3 separate regions of the Mus musculus genome follow, and regions 1 and 2 are each linked to region 3. The links are chromatin contacts, called in public Hi-C maps. All regions are on one chromosome and are shown on one strand. The core of a region is the stretch at or near the end of the contact, and the rest is flanking DNA. Distances in the headings are between cores, read along the strand shown.

Region 1 (4,231 bases), core at 1,536-4,035, 66 kb after region 3:
ATTTCTTGAGTTGGCTTGGCAGTCCATTGTTCTTGTCACCATGGCTGGAGTCGCAGCTGGCAGGCAGGAGTACTAGCCAAAATAGCTCTTTGAAGGCTTTTGCAGCTTCAGGTCTATAGGGTGGGTGGGCCTTGATTATGAAGTCTGCTTCCCCACACAACTTTACCTGCCCCTCACACTAGGCCTGATCCTCAGAGAGCACCCTACCCCGAAAGATACAACAGAGAAACTCATTCAATCCCTGCCTTTCACAGGGAGGGAAGAAGTGTCAACGCATTCATTAAGTAAATTGCTTCGGGACAGTCAAGTCTGGGATTCCGTTTCTGGGTCAGAAAAAAAAAAGTATGCCAATTTACAAAACAATACAAATGCTACCGCGTGTGCGTCTACAGAGCGTTCATCGCATCCACAGGCAGCCTGTTTAATATTCTTATCTTATCGTTCTAAACCCAAAGAGACTTGGTGGTGGGCGCCATTATCCCAGTGGGCCCCAATTTAGATAAAGGAAATATTCTGGATCAATAGGTAGAAATTCAGGCAAAATAAAAGGGTGAGAAAGAGGAGGGGAGAAGATGACTTAAACATATGGGGGAAGCACTTACCTATTCCCCACTGTGTGACAGGCACCAGGGCTCTAAAGATGAAAGGTGCCATCCCATTAGGAGCTGCTTGTTCTGCAGGCAGGGAGGGGCAGAAGGTACCAACCGTCGTTACATACTTCTTCACGATGCTCGCAGAAGTGGGACTGTGCTTGGAAAATCACACAAAGTTTGACACGTGAGTATCATTTTGTGCTGGGCATTGAAGTATGAGCTCAAGTTTGATTTTGTCAATTCTGTGGAGATTCGTCACTAGCAGCAGTAGTTCAACTTGAGTGAAGGGTCCACGAGTAGGCCCTGGCACGTGGAGGGTTTCCATAATGGCTTTAAAATCATCCTGCTTAGCTTTCTAAAATAAATTTTTTTTTCTGTTTGGTGTGGCAGCACTTGCCTTTAATTCTGGTCCTCTAGCAGGGGAAAGGGGAGCAGAGGCAGGCAGATCTCTCAAGGGCAGTCTGGTCTTCTCTACAGAGTGAGTTTCAGGACAGCCAGAGCTACACAGTGAGAATCCTGTCTCAAAAGAAAAACAAACAAACACACAAACAAACAAACAACAATAGATGTTTTTCTTCATAAGCAGTCAATGCTTGCCAACAAATGTTTGGCAGCAACCACGTGCATGAGCAGAGGCGCAGAAAGTGAGCTAGACTCGGTCAGTCCACTGGGCGAAATGGACGCTCAGGATGGTGAGGTACAGAAGACGCCTCTGAGGCAAGGGCACTGGGTACAGGGAGCGGCGATCCCCTACCTCAGCAACAGATTCTTTTGTTAATTTATGGATTTATGTTACATTTGTTCGCAGCTTCCCTTCCCTCTCCTCTCTGTCCCTCCCTCTCACCTCCTCTCTCCCTGTCCTGCTTCCCTTTTTCCTCAGAGAAGAAGATACCCCGCATGGGTATCAACACACCTTGGCATTTCAAATTGTAGTAGGACTTCTCTTGAGAATAGACAAGGCAGTTTAGTTAAAGACACCAGCAGAGATAGCCCCCTGCTCCACTTATTAGAGGTCCTACATGAAGACCAAGCTACCCATTTGTTACATATGTGTAGGGGGCCTAGGTACATCCCAGCATGCTCTTTGGTTGGTGGTTCATCTCTGCGAGCCCATATGGGCCCAAGTTAGTCAATTCTGTAAGTTTTCTTAGGTGTCCTTGACCCCTCTGGCTCCTCCAATCCTTCCTTCTTCTCTTCTATCCAATTCCACAAGCTCTGCCTTGTGTTTGGCTGTGGGCCTCGACTCCTCAGCAATACTTCTTTCTGCTTAGCTTTATTTTATGTCTTCCTTCTTAATTATTTTCCCCTCTGCCCCTCACATAAGCAACGTCTAAAGTTGTATCAAATGATGATGCACATCATGCTCCCAAAAGACCTGACTAATCAGCAGCCGATTTTGAGCCCATTGGACACCGGTGTTGTCATCCAGGAAGGAGGAGAGGTCAGGTGAAAACTGGAGGCAGAACAGGCTGGAGAAAGAGAAGGAAACTTCAAATATCCAGAAACAGGGACGATACTTCTCTTTTTCTTTGCAAACATAACCCCAGTGTGATGCACTCTTTCCATTGACCACTGTTTGATTCTTGTTTGTGTTTTCCTACCTTTTCAGAGTAGCTTAGACTGGTTTATCTCCTCGATCCAGTTCCTTAAGCTTGGAGATGATTAGGATGGAAACAAAAACTGCAGGTCCCTGAGTAAGTCTGAGGCAATTGAAATACAGTCAGGAAAAAGAAACTGGGGCAGACCGTAGCTACATAAATTAATACGGTGAAAGAGGCAACGTCCCTATTCTGGTGGTAAGCGGCGATCTAGGCTTGTATAGAAAACCGAGTATTAAAGCCTTTCTCGTTTGGGCACCCCGTTTCTTCTCAACCCCATTGTCTTGTTCTCAGAAAAGGAGGCAAGAAAGACCTGAGGAATCCATTTTGGGGGTGCCTAGAGGTGGGGAGTCCTTGAAAAGGAGGTGTAAAGGGCTTAAGTCTATTCATCTCACCCTTTCACTTTCCTCTAAATGGAAGTGTGGTGTTGATGCCAGTGCCCAGGCCAGAGGAGCTGGCAGAGCGACTTGCTTCAGGCAGCTGAAGCTTTTCACAATGACAGCTTTTCTCCCAATGTGTCCTGGTAGGAGTTTGAGTTGACAGACAATAAAGGATGGGGAGGGGAGGGATTCCGACACAGGCTGAACAGCCATTACCCTCGTCTCCATAACAGCCAGTTGGCTAATGGACAAAGGGAACAAATCCAGTGTGGGGTGGTGTCCCAGGCCCCGACTGCCTTGAGTTGTCTTTGGTGAACTCAGAGGCAGACAGCGAGGCTATTATCCCCTGCTGTCCCTCTGTGGGCCAGTGATCCAAGGCTTAGGAAATGAAATGGGTCTAGCATCAGAAAAAAAAGTCTCTGTAGAGACATGTTAGAACACTACAGTGTAGAAATTTGTTTCCCAAGACCATGATGAGAGGCCATAAAAATGGTCTTTTCACCTCACCTGCACATAACCTGGCACCTACTGGGTGCCACTTAAGCAAGGAGGACGTTTAAATTAAATTGCACAAGGAATAACAGGTATCAGAATTTGGGATATTGCCCTATACTTGAGAACAGTAAATTTCACCGCCCAAATTTTTTGGTATTCTTTAACTTGTTTGAAATTCCTTTCCTTTTGAAAGAATTAAATAGTATATTGTTATTTCATAATTAAAGAGAATAAACAATCAGGTTTGCTTGGCATGGTGGCATATAGTTCTAGCACATGGAGGTTGAGGCAGACAGTCATGAGTTCAAAGTCAGCATAGGCTACACAGTGCAATCCTGTCTAAATATATAGATAAATCTTTTGAACATGTCCTGACGCATAGCTAGCAAAGGCCAGTAATTCCCTGAAAGCCCCTAGAGCTTCAGGCCATTAGTGACAGGAACCACAAAATCACACAATGAGTTTTCATGATTTTGATAAGCACATTTTTGAGGGATAATCTACAGATGAATGAGACATTCAACAGAGTCCCTGAAAGTAGCCAGGAAGCTAGTCACTGACAGAAGCATCAAATGGATTGCTTCTTTGCTTTGCCAGGTACCAGTGTATGTTTATATATTACGATGAAGAAAAGACCAGAAAATTCTCTTCTGAATGTTATTACTACAATTATACAACAAAACCCCACAACTCGACTCTTGGCATGGTTAGTGAACAGACCTCCTGCAAAGTGAAACAGTGAATTTTATAGGCAAACTAACAAAAGGGGTTTTCTGTCATGAACGAAAGGGAGTGGCTGAGAGATTATCCTCCAGAAGGAGAGCCCACACACACTGGAGTCTCAGGCAGCTTGATAGCTATTTCAGAGCAGTCCTTTGTGACATCCCTCCACTGAGGAATAAATGATGTATGAAACGAAGACGCACCAACTCTGCAGGGAGTGCACACAGGACACTTCCAGCTATAATGTGCAGTTTCTGATGGGTTTTGGCTGTGACCCCTGGGCACAATTTCCATTCAGCTCCGTCGAGCCAGACAGCCTTCTACAGCCTGAAACATGAGAATCCACACTCTCTCTTCTCCAAGGCAGCAAGCAGTCTTCCTCTTGAGTTTGCTTGTAAATTTCCGTCATCGCAGACACGTCTCTACCTTGGCCCGTCAACAG
Region 2 (4,768 bases), core at 1,571-4,070, 120 kb before region 3:
TGGTGATTCACTCTGGGAGCCCTCCACAGGTCCAAGCTAGTTGACTCTGAAGGTCTGTATGTGATGTTCCTGAAAGCGACCAGCTCACTCAATTCTATCCCCTACTCTTTCACAGGACTCCCCAAGTACCCTACACTGCCCACCCCCCATGTTTGGCTGTGGTTTTCCACATCTGTCTCCATTCACCTCTGGATGAAGCCTCTCAAGAGAGAGCTACGCTAGGCTCCTGTCTGAAAGGATGAGAAAGCCTTCAGCATCTCTGTCAGCCTTCTAGAGGGGTCTTTCTTGGCCAGGTGATTGACAGACACAGCTGGATTAACTCTCAAGGAAAGATGAAAAAATGAAATGTTGCATTCTAGTCTTTGGAGTTGATCAGTGTCATGTCTCTCTATCCAGGGCCAAAGGTAGATTCTATTTTTTTGCATATATATGCTAGAAGGAAAGGGTTTTCCCTTAATGGTCCTCAAAGAGAGCCCTGATGTCCATCCTGAGTGTCCTTCGAGACTATAGTAAGAATTCTAAATAAATATGCTCCTATAGGCTAGCAGCCTATATCTACATGCGTGTTTGTGCAAACAGTGTTTCAGCTGAAAATACATCTGAGATGACGAGCAACGGACACTTACTAATGGTATTTGTCAGCTACTAGCTGGACTACGGTTTAATGATAGCATGTTGCTCATGGCTTGTCTTTTTAAAACATTAGCATCCCTTTACTTTAGAATCACCAGTTAGGGAAAACCTTTCATAAGTCTTGAACGTTGTCATGTTAGTACATCGAACTTGACTTTTAAACGCTAACCCTTGAAGGTCCTACTGGGGAATGGCGGGTGCCTGAACTGTAGTACAGTCATGTTTAGGTTTAAATCCTGGTTGCTGCCATTTATCAGCTCTTGGGACATCATGCCTTTATTTACAAAATTGGAGCAAAACTCATTGCATGGGAATGTAGCTAAAAGACATCTGTGTTTAAAAAGTTTATGGAAAGAAAAATCACGCCAAATATGGTGGTCATTTTTAGTTTATTATTGATTTTCTTGAAAACGTTTGCTCTTTGCCCTACTCAGGTGCTCTCACACGCAAGATTAATTATTACTCTCAAATTTCATAAGGCACATTTGGCTTTCTGGAAAGATAGGTATGTCCATCTGGAAAGTAAGTTTAAGAAAATAAATATATCTCTCTGGAATGACTAATAGCCCCTTGGGAGGAGCAAAGAACCTGGCTGACTAAGGGTTTTTTCATAGGTCATAGAAATTTTGTCTAGGTCTAAAAAATCAGTGCCCGCCCCCTTCATTAAAAAAAGCCAGGAGAAATCCAAACATCCATGTAGAGACTGTTTTCAAAAATCTCCTTCTGCACTCTACCATAGTCAAGCCCACTGTGTGTTTGGTCCCCAGGTGACCAACACAGTTATGGGATGGGACAGGTAAAAGGATACTTCCATTGTCCAACCCAATCTTCAAAAGTTTGTCTAAGATATATCCTAAGTCAAATCAAAGAATTTGTGTTAATGCGAACAAACAGACATTTTCTCAGGAAACATGATTCTTTTTGTCTCCTTGACTCACAATAAAGCAAAAAAGAATACAGAAATTGGATAGAAGTGTTCCAAATTTAAATCAATTCACAGTGAAAGAAGACTTTATAGAATTTGGTACTCTTAAAAGTCAGAGGAAACACATAGTTTCATATAAGGTTTGGTCTGGTCCCAATGTAGAGAAAAGAATCGAAAATAAGAATTTCTATAAAAAATAAAACAAATTATGTGTAGTCAGTTACAATGAAAATATGTATACTTATAATAGCTCATCTTTTGGGAAATTATGCACACATATGTATATATATATATATGTGTATATATATATATACACATATATATATATGTATATTGCAGCTCACAACAAAATCCAAAGTATGCTAAAAGAAAAGTAAAAGGCACATGAAAAGGCAAGTCTAGCCTGTTTTGCCTGTAAAATAATTTTAAGTCAATCTTTTGTTTTCTTTTTTTCTTTTTCTTTTTTTTTTCTTCCTTTTTTGTTTTTTTTTTTTTAGAGACATGGTTTCTCTGTGGAGCCCTGGCTGTCCTGGACCTCACTCTGTAGACCAGGCTGGCTTTGAACTCAGAAATCCCCCTGCCTCTGCCTCCCAAGTGCTGGGATTAAAGACGTGCGCCACCACTGCCCAGATCTTTTGTTGTATTTTACCCAATAGTGTACTGTAGAGGATTATTTTATCCATCGTGATTATATTCAACATCAATCATTTGCAATGATCTCTGTCTCCTTCTCTTTCTCTTTTTCTCTTTCTCTCTCCCTTCTCTGCGCTGTAGCTCAGGCTGGCCTAGAACTTATGCTTCTCACGCCACAGCCTCCTCAGCACAGTGATGTCAGGCATGGGCCGCATGCTCAGCTTTTTTTTTTTTTCTTAATATCTTCCCTACTACTTCTAAGTACTTTCAATCGTTTCCCCAACATTTTTTAATGTCGAGACATATTTAAATTACTTGACTAATTTTAGTGTGAGCTATACCCCAGTTATCTTCAAATGACTTGTTACAAAAACGTTTCCAATGAAAGGAAGCATTCTTCCAATGAACAGAATTAGTTTTGTGTGTTCCTTGAGATGATAAGTAGATATGCACTGTTAGAACGAAGGCAAAGGAGTTGCTTAAGGGGCAGGAGGCAGCCTAAACCTGAAGCAAGGGAAAGCGCCACTCTGCACACCTCAGCAAAGCTAGCATGAGCCAGGGGTCATCAACTTTACACTCACTTCACATCTCCTCCAGAAGGTGGTGCCTCTCAGCCACTCCCAGATGTTTCTGAGAAAGCCTGGTTCCTCATTCCCCTAGATCCTGATTCTTTAAGAGTGAGTCCTCCCCCACTAAATGAAGTGCAGGAAGAAACATGTTTTTGCATATCCATAACTCCCACATGACAGTCACACAAGAGGTTTGACCTTGAAGGAATGGTTGGGGAGATACAGAGCCATGAGAACTGTAAGTGAAAGACTCACAGAACCATGAAGTATAATGAACAAGACTTTCAAGGCCATCTGTCCTAAGAGTTCTTAGGATCCCAAAAGTTAAGTAAATTGTTGTTAGGAAGACAGGAAACACTTGGAAGTTGTTGGAAATTTCATATGTGTATTTATCTATATGGAATCTAATTTATATTATTCTCTCAAACATACCATATCTCCACATAAGTATTAAACTACAGTCACCTTCTAGAGGGTGAGACACAGTCATAGCATGGTTAAGGAATATGTCACATCACTTCCCGATGCTCAACAGCAGAATTAGTGATGGAACCTTACGCTCCTGAGACATGCCGTTAACCATCCAATTCAAACAGGGTTTTTCCTATTTTTAAGAAATAGAAGAGTTTACCACGTATTGTGCTAAGTTTCTGAATCACATCAAAGTGATTGTTTGGGTAAGTACTCTAAGCTATGCGCATTATACTAATCATCTAGAAAATGCTTATTTGGCCAAATATTCCCATGTTCACTGATTATGTTGGTGTTCTCCAGACATAGCCTAAATAGCAGCACACTCCCACCCTCCAGATCCCGTAAATATTCTGGCATCTCCCCCACTGCCAATAAAACGATTCAGCACAAGTATGCAGCATAAAAGGGAGAGAAATGAGAAACATATGTGGAGTTCTCCACGTGAAATCTATAGCCATTAAGAGACTGATTTGCATCTGTGCCCTAAGCGTGCACTCAGCAGCCAGCCATAGGACTCAGCAAAGGGAGGAGAAGGAGGACAGGGAGAGAGTGATTCGATGAAGAGAAAAATCACAGTATTTCTTTCTAAACCCAAGCAACCAAAGTTAAATCACTGACAAAGCATTCAAACAGGAGGGAGGGAGGGAGGGAGGGAGGGAGGGAGGGAGGGAGGGAGGGAGGGAGGGAGGAGGAGGAGGAAGAGGAGGAGGAGGAGACGGAGGAGGAGGAGGAGACGGAGACCTGTGTTTATTGTGACATGGTATGGTTCCTAAGGAATCTGAGAAAACCAACACTTGTTACAGAGCAACTTGAATAAAGAACCATATAGCATCAAGAGCCCAGATCCAACATGAGCATGGGCATCACAGGCTAAGGAGCAGGCTATGGGAAGGGTCTCACATCCTGCCCCTACCTTTGTGTGAGTCCTTCGCTTTCCCACCAGCCATGAGAGTCGGAAGTTAGTTTCTCATATGAAAACAGTAGAACAAAACCCAAACTTCCTTATGGTGACTGACTGGGGCACGGGCTTCTAAACCGCCCAGGTTTCCTGCTGTGAGGAAGCTCCAGATGTCAGGAAAAAGACAGCTCTGTGGTAGATGATGGGTGGTTTGAGGGAGATAGATGATGTTGGAGTCAGAAGACCACAGAAACTGCCAGGAGCAAGACAGTAAGGCTTGGCAATAGCCATTTGTCAGATGTTTTCCCAACTACAACACCATTGAGGAAGAGAACAGGGCTGAAGTGATCATGGTACCATGAAAAGCTTATGCTAGCAAAATGGAGAAAGCAAAAACAACAACAACAACAACAACAACAACAATACACACACACACACACACAAACACAGACACCACCCAGTGTCTTCAAAGCACATCTGGTAGCATGTTTCCAAATTTGCATTCCATGTGATAGGTACATCATTTAGCATAAAAGGAGGTGTTCTATGTGGTAAGAAACATCATATGGAAGGTGATAAGGGCTGAAACTGGAAGAAGAGGACAACCAAGAAGATGGAGCCTGATAGATAAGCCCC
Region 3 (4,505 bases), core at 1,185-3,684:
TATAATTCCAGAGCAATCCCTGGGGAAGTGACTATACTACTATTAGCAAGGAGTAAACTCCTTTAAGCCTGGAGGCCTGCCAGATCATTGGCGGTGTCTTATTTGGTGCTCAGATATAGCTTAGATGATAAATTATCTGATGTCCAGTTCATTAACAAGTCAACTCAAAATAACTAATAATTAATTGTAGGTAAGGTGACTTTGACCATATAAACTATATCAATTCAGGAATGTGGCAGGCCAAGTCATCTCTCTGGAAGGGGAAGTGTCATAGGTTAAAAAAGAGAAAGAGAGAGAGAGAGAGAGAGAGAGAGAGAGAGAGAGAGAGAGAGAGAGAGAGAGAGAGAACAAAAATGTGCCCACTTCTTATTAGTAAGTCGACTAATGAATCCAGGATTCACCCAGACATGAGACTTGGTTCTGGGCAAGCAAGTGGGAGCTACAGGGAAATACCAAGTACAGGCAGGCGCCATTGTCATCTTCTTACCAATGTCTTCATGAAACCTATTTTAAAGAAGATAAAGCTAAGGCTTACAGAGATGAAATGACTACTCCAGTGTCACTTAGCCAGAAGCTGTGAAGCTCATGGCCTAAATGCATCTTTGTCTGAAAGCCCCCACTGCTCTGCCCAATCTCCCTCGACCACACAAACAGCTTGAGGAGCATTTCCCGCACTAGGAAGACTAGGGAAATGCTAGGGTAAACTCTATGAAGTTCACATAGGATACTTTTCCCTCTGTGACATGACAGTGCAACCTAAGACTTTAAGAGATGATATTGGGGCAAACGAATAAAGCTCTGCCAAGCAAATTTTGGCAAATGCAGACATATGACCTCGGCCAGCTCTGCCCTTTCCATGGTCAGCCTGTGTAAAACACACCTATCCCCAAAGATAGATTCAGGACTGTCTTTAGGGGACGACTTCAAGGTTCTCGAGTCTGAAAGAAGTAAGATAGCATTCTAGGTCCTGTGATTTCATGATTCTAGTAATTCACTACATATTCAGTCACTATACTTTCCTTAAAGGGTTGTGTGTGTATGTGTAAGTACTTATATGTATGTGTTTAGTATATGTGTGGAAGCCAGAGGTTGTTTATCTTCCTCAATTTCTATCTACATTATCTTTGAGTCATGGCCTCTCACTGAATCCTGAGTTCCTCAATTTGACTGGATTGGCTGGCTAGCAAGCCCCACGGATCCTCTGGGTCTGTCTCAGGAGTGCCTCCTTATATGGGTGCTGGTGGTGAAATTCAAGTCGCACTTGACCAAGCCCTTCACAGGCTGAACTTTCTTCCCAGACACCTTCACTACAAATTTAATAACTGACGCTTCCTGGCTGTCGGGGTGACTGGCAATGAAGACACTGTTCTCAGAAGACAAGAGAACAAACACAGTCTTGTCTGTCTCTTCTAAGACTTGTTGAAAGGGAGACTTGGAATGACTGGAGTACGTGTGTGGAGGAGGGGAGTCCCTAAATTTTCCACAATGAGCATGTGTGCTTTTTAAGTCCAACTCCTTGATTCTTAGGTGAAGGAGGGAGGGTACAGCTGAAGGGAGCAAAGAGTGCTTAGACCCCTGGTTCTAGAGCTGTCACAGAGAGAGTGGCAGTTGCGGCCAAGTTTCTGATAGTTTTTGTCATCTCTCTTTTTTCTCGCCCCTGCACCTATTCACATTATCATGTCACTCCCCAAAGCCTCCTACCTTCTCTGGAATAGCTGAATCTGACAGTTTAAAAAGCCAGTCCTCTACAAAGGTCAAGGAAAACGAGTTCTAGTGTTTGAAATAAATCATCTATGTTATTATGTACTATATATGTAGATAGATAGATAGATACATAGATAGATACATAGATAGATAGATAGATAGATAGATAGATAGATAGATAGATAGATAGATAGATAGAAGATAGATGATAGGTAGGTAGATAGATAGATAGATAGATAGATAGATAGATAGATAGATAGATAGATAGATAGATAGATAATGATTTTATGGGTTTGGGAACACAAAAACTTAGCCTTTCCCTTCCAAGATTTACTTCTGTATTATTAATTTGATTGGGAATTTTTTTTTTTATTTTCACAAATGATGACGAGGCTTCTGGAGGCGAGCCCCTTGGAAAGCAATTTGAAAGGAATCCCAATGCAAATCCATGTGCACAGATTATCTGCTTCCCCTCACCCTGGCCCTGAACAACCTACCCATCTGCAAATCCTGCCTGGCACCTTCAGGTTATGCCAGAACCTGGGTCTGCAAGCCATCCTGCACGCCACCCTAGAGGGCGCGCTGCTTACACTTTCCGCCAACGGGGCGGCCGTGCTGGCTCCCAGGCTCCATAAAAGGGGAGGAGGCGGATCGGTTTCCTTCTCTCATTGAGAAAGCGGAGCGGATTGGAAGGCTGGGCGTATAAAGCGGCGCGGAGAGCGTGAAACAAAGCAGACCGATCGGAATTGGACTTGGGAAGAGAGGCGCGGAGTCAGGCAGAAAACTTGTAGGAGAGGAGTAAAGAGCCGCTGCCTCTCCTCCTCCACTCCGCTGTGCTTAAAGGGGTTCCCGCCGGCCTTGCGATTTATTTTTATATCTGCTTTTTATAGAGAGAAGTATATATATATATATATTTTTTCTTCTAAAGAGAAAATTCCTGTTCCAAGAGAAAATAAGGCAACATCAATGAAGGAGAGAAGAGCCAGCCAGAAATTATCCAGTAAATCTATCATGGATCCTAATCAGAACGTGAAATGCAAGATAGTAGTAGTGGGCGACAGCCAGTGTGGGAAAACCGCGCTGCTCCACGTCTTCGCCAAGGACTGCTTCCCAGAAGTGAGTGTGACCCGCACGTCTTGAGGGGAGCGGCTGGTGGGGTCCCCGGTCTGGAGGACTGCGCCTTTCTCCTGCTTCACTGATTTTCTTGAAAATCTTTCTCATGCCCAGCCGTCTCTGCCGCCACACGGCCGGGAAGCGAAAGTGTCCTGGAAGGGTCTTGGCTGGGACCCGCCAGCACCCTGGGCTCTTGGCCCCAGAAACTTGCTGGTTTCAGTGTGGGAGGCCGGGTGGGGAGACCTGGGTGGGCTCTCGGGAGGGGGCTGCGTGTTTACTGTGTAAGGAGTGTGAGGTTGTTGGTGGTGGTGGTTTTTTAATTGGGGGCTTGGTGGTTTTTCAAGTGTTCGATCTACGGGTCGTGTTTTTAATAATCTCTTTGCCACCTTCCTCTTCTGTCCCTTTCGTTCGTCCAGAATTACGTCCCTACGGTGTTTGAGAATTACACTGCCAGTTTTGAAATCGACACACAAAGAATAGAGTTGAGCCTGTGGGACACTTCAGGTAAGACTCGGCACACCGCGTGGCGGTCTGAACCGGTGCGCCCGGGGGCTCGGGATCTGGTGCCCTGTCTGCTAATGTGGCTCCTTGAGGGACTTCCCGGTCCCGAGCCGCCGGAAAATGTTATCCTTTCTGGGCAGGGGCAGCAATGGGAGTGATTGTGGTCTTGGGGACAGGAGGACGCTAGGTGTCCGGAGTGACCCTGCTGGAGGAGCCTCTGGTGGCCGCATGGCCTTGTGTTGTCCTTCCTTGGAGCCGTGCCGGAGCGGGCCGCCAGGGTGGCCCAGTGCTGGAGCATACAGAGCAGCGTGGAAGCCCTCCCGCTCGCGGAGGAAGCCCCTCATGGGTGTCACCAGCCATCTGGTTTGGGGGCAGGGGCGCAGGCTGAGCTGGGAGAAGATCCCCAAAGCCTCCGGGTTGCGTGGGGTGTTCCAGGCTGAGGGAGATGGGTGAATGGCCGGAGCCAGCGCCCGTGACGCCTACTGTCAGGAATGCGCTGGTGGTGCCGGCAGCGGCCACCGCGGGGCCTCCGCCCCCGCAGCCTCTGTGCCACCGGTGCAGAGCGGCTTCTGCGGCCGCCCAGGGATCACTCTGTGCCAGCTCTCCGAACATACCACTCCCCTACCCTTTTGCTTCGGCTTCGCCTGCCTGCAGAGCCGCAGGCAGCACCGATCGCCTTTGACCTTCCTGTCTACTTGAATTATTGGCGCCTTGGAGGGTTCCGTCCAGAGGTCTAGGGTTCAAGGCCGGGTTGTTGCCTTCCCATGCGCCCACCCACCAACGTGGCACAAGGTGGTGGGGAGGGCAGATTTTCGCGGGCAGGAAGGCTGGCAGCCCCGGCTGAGTTCGGGGAAGGGACAGTGAGGACTGAGCACCCCCCAACCCCCACACACCCCCGGTATCAAGACTGGCCAGAGGCTCGTCGGGAGAAACGCCTACTGTTAGTAGAAACCATACCTTCTCCAGAGGAGCAGAAACTACCAATCTGGGAGGGGAAAAGCCGGTGCTGGTGGGGAACTGGGCTGCCAGACAGATTAGGGCGAAACTGGCGAGGAGGAGCGCACAAGCGCCAACACGCAGGGTTGCTGTCAGGCGGGGTGGCCCGAGGTGGAGCCGTGCTCAACTGGGAGTGGCCTCGTGGAGCTTCAGCGAGCTTCCCACACCCTGGGCTGGAACCTCTGAGGGAC

What was found. A called contact is a pair of places that touch in the nucleus more often than the background predicts.
Region 1: a Hi-C map of cerebellum shows a contact between it and region 3, with 2.2 times the contacts expected there. The contact joins the enhancer-like site here to the promoter of Rnd3 in region 3. A contact is called at or near these places in 1 of 39 promoter capture datasets (embryonic stem cells), 18 of 484 Hi-C or Micro-C datasets (the N1E-115 cell line, astrocytes, brain and 10 more), 18 of 115 datasets of contacts at active chromatin or transcription factors (astrocytes, bone marrow-derived dendritic cells, bone marrow-derived macrophages and 6 more) and 2 of 9 other capture datasets (adipose tissue and embryonic stem cells).
Region 2: a contact with region 3 is called in a Hi-C map of embryonic fibroblasts, with 10 times the contacts expected there. The contact joins the enhancer-like site here to the promoter of Rnd3 in region 3. A contact is called at or near these places in 4 of 39 promoter capture datasets (the 3T3-L1 cell line, 3T3-L1-derived adipocytes, cranial neural crest and 1 more), 1 of 15 datasets of contacts at CTCF or cohesin (the NIH/3T3 cell line), 34 of 484 Hi-C or Micro-C datasets (the C2C12 cell line, the HL-1 cell line, the MC3T3-E1 cell line and 17 more), 6 of 115 datasets of contacts at active chromatin or transcription factors (bone marrow-derived macrophages, craniofacial prominence, embryonic fibroblasts and 3 more) and 1 of 9 other capture datasets (adipose tissue).

Annotation. Positions count from the first base shown.
Region 1 is chr2:51,081,400-51,085,630 of GRCm38.p6, reverse strand. Gm32360 (a long non-coding RNA gene) reads left to right here. Exons shown (of 4, transcript XR_374358.3): 3 at 681-777. Among named protein-coding and RNA genes, the nearest start is that of Gm32360, 4.8 kb to the left of the region's middle. Within about 2 kb of position 2,785, at least 35 of the 459 cell types and tissues checked have an H3K27ac peak or open chromatin away from gene starts, as enhancers often do. A contact at or near this core is called in astrocytes, brain, cerebellum and 2 more, where this site is marked.
Region 2 is chr2:51,266,758-51,271,525 of GRCm38.p6, reverse strand. All of the region lies in intron 1 of Gm13497 (predicted gene 13497), which reads right to left. Among named protein-coding and RNA genes, the nearest start is that of Gm13497, 27 kb to the right of the region's middle. Within about 2 kb of position 2,820, at least 20 of the 459 cell types and tissues checked have an H3K27ac peak or open chromatin away from gene starts, as enhancers often do. A contact at or near this core is called in craniofacial prominence, embryonic fibroblasts, embryonic limb bud and 2 more, where this site is marked.
Region 3 is chr2:51,147,040-51,151,544 of GRCm38.p6, reverse strand. It overlaps Rnd3 (Rho family GTPase 3), which reads left to right and starts at 2,434. Exons shown (of 5, transcript NM_028810.2): 1 at 2,434-2,820; 2 at 3,234-3,321. The coding sequence starts at 2,671.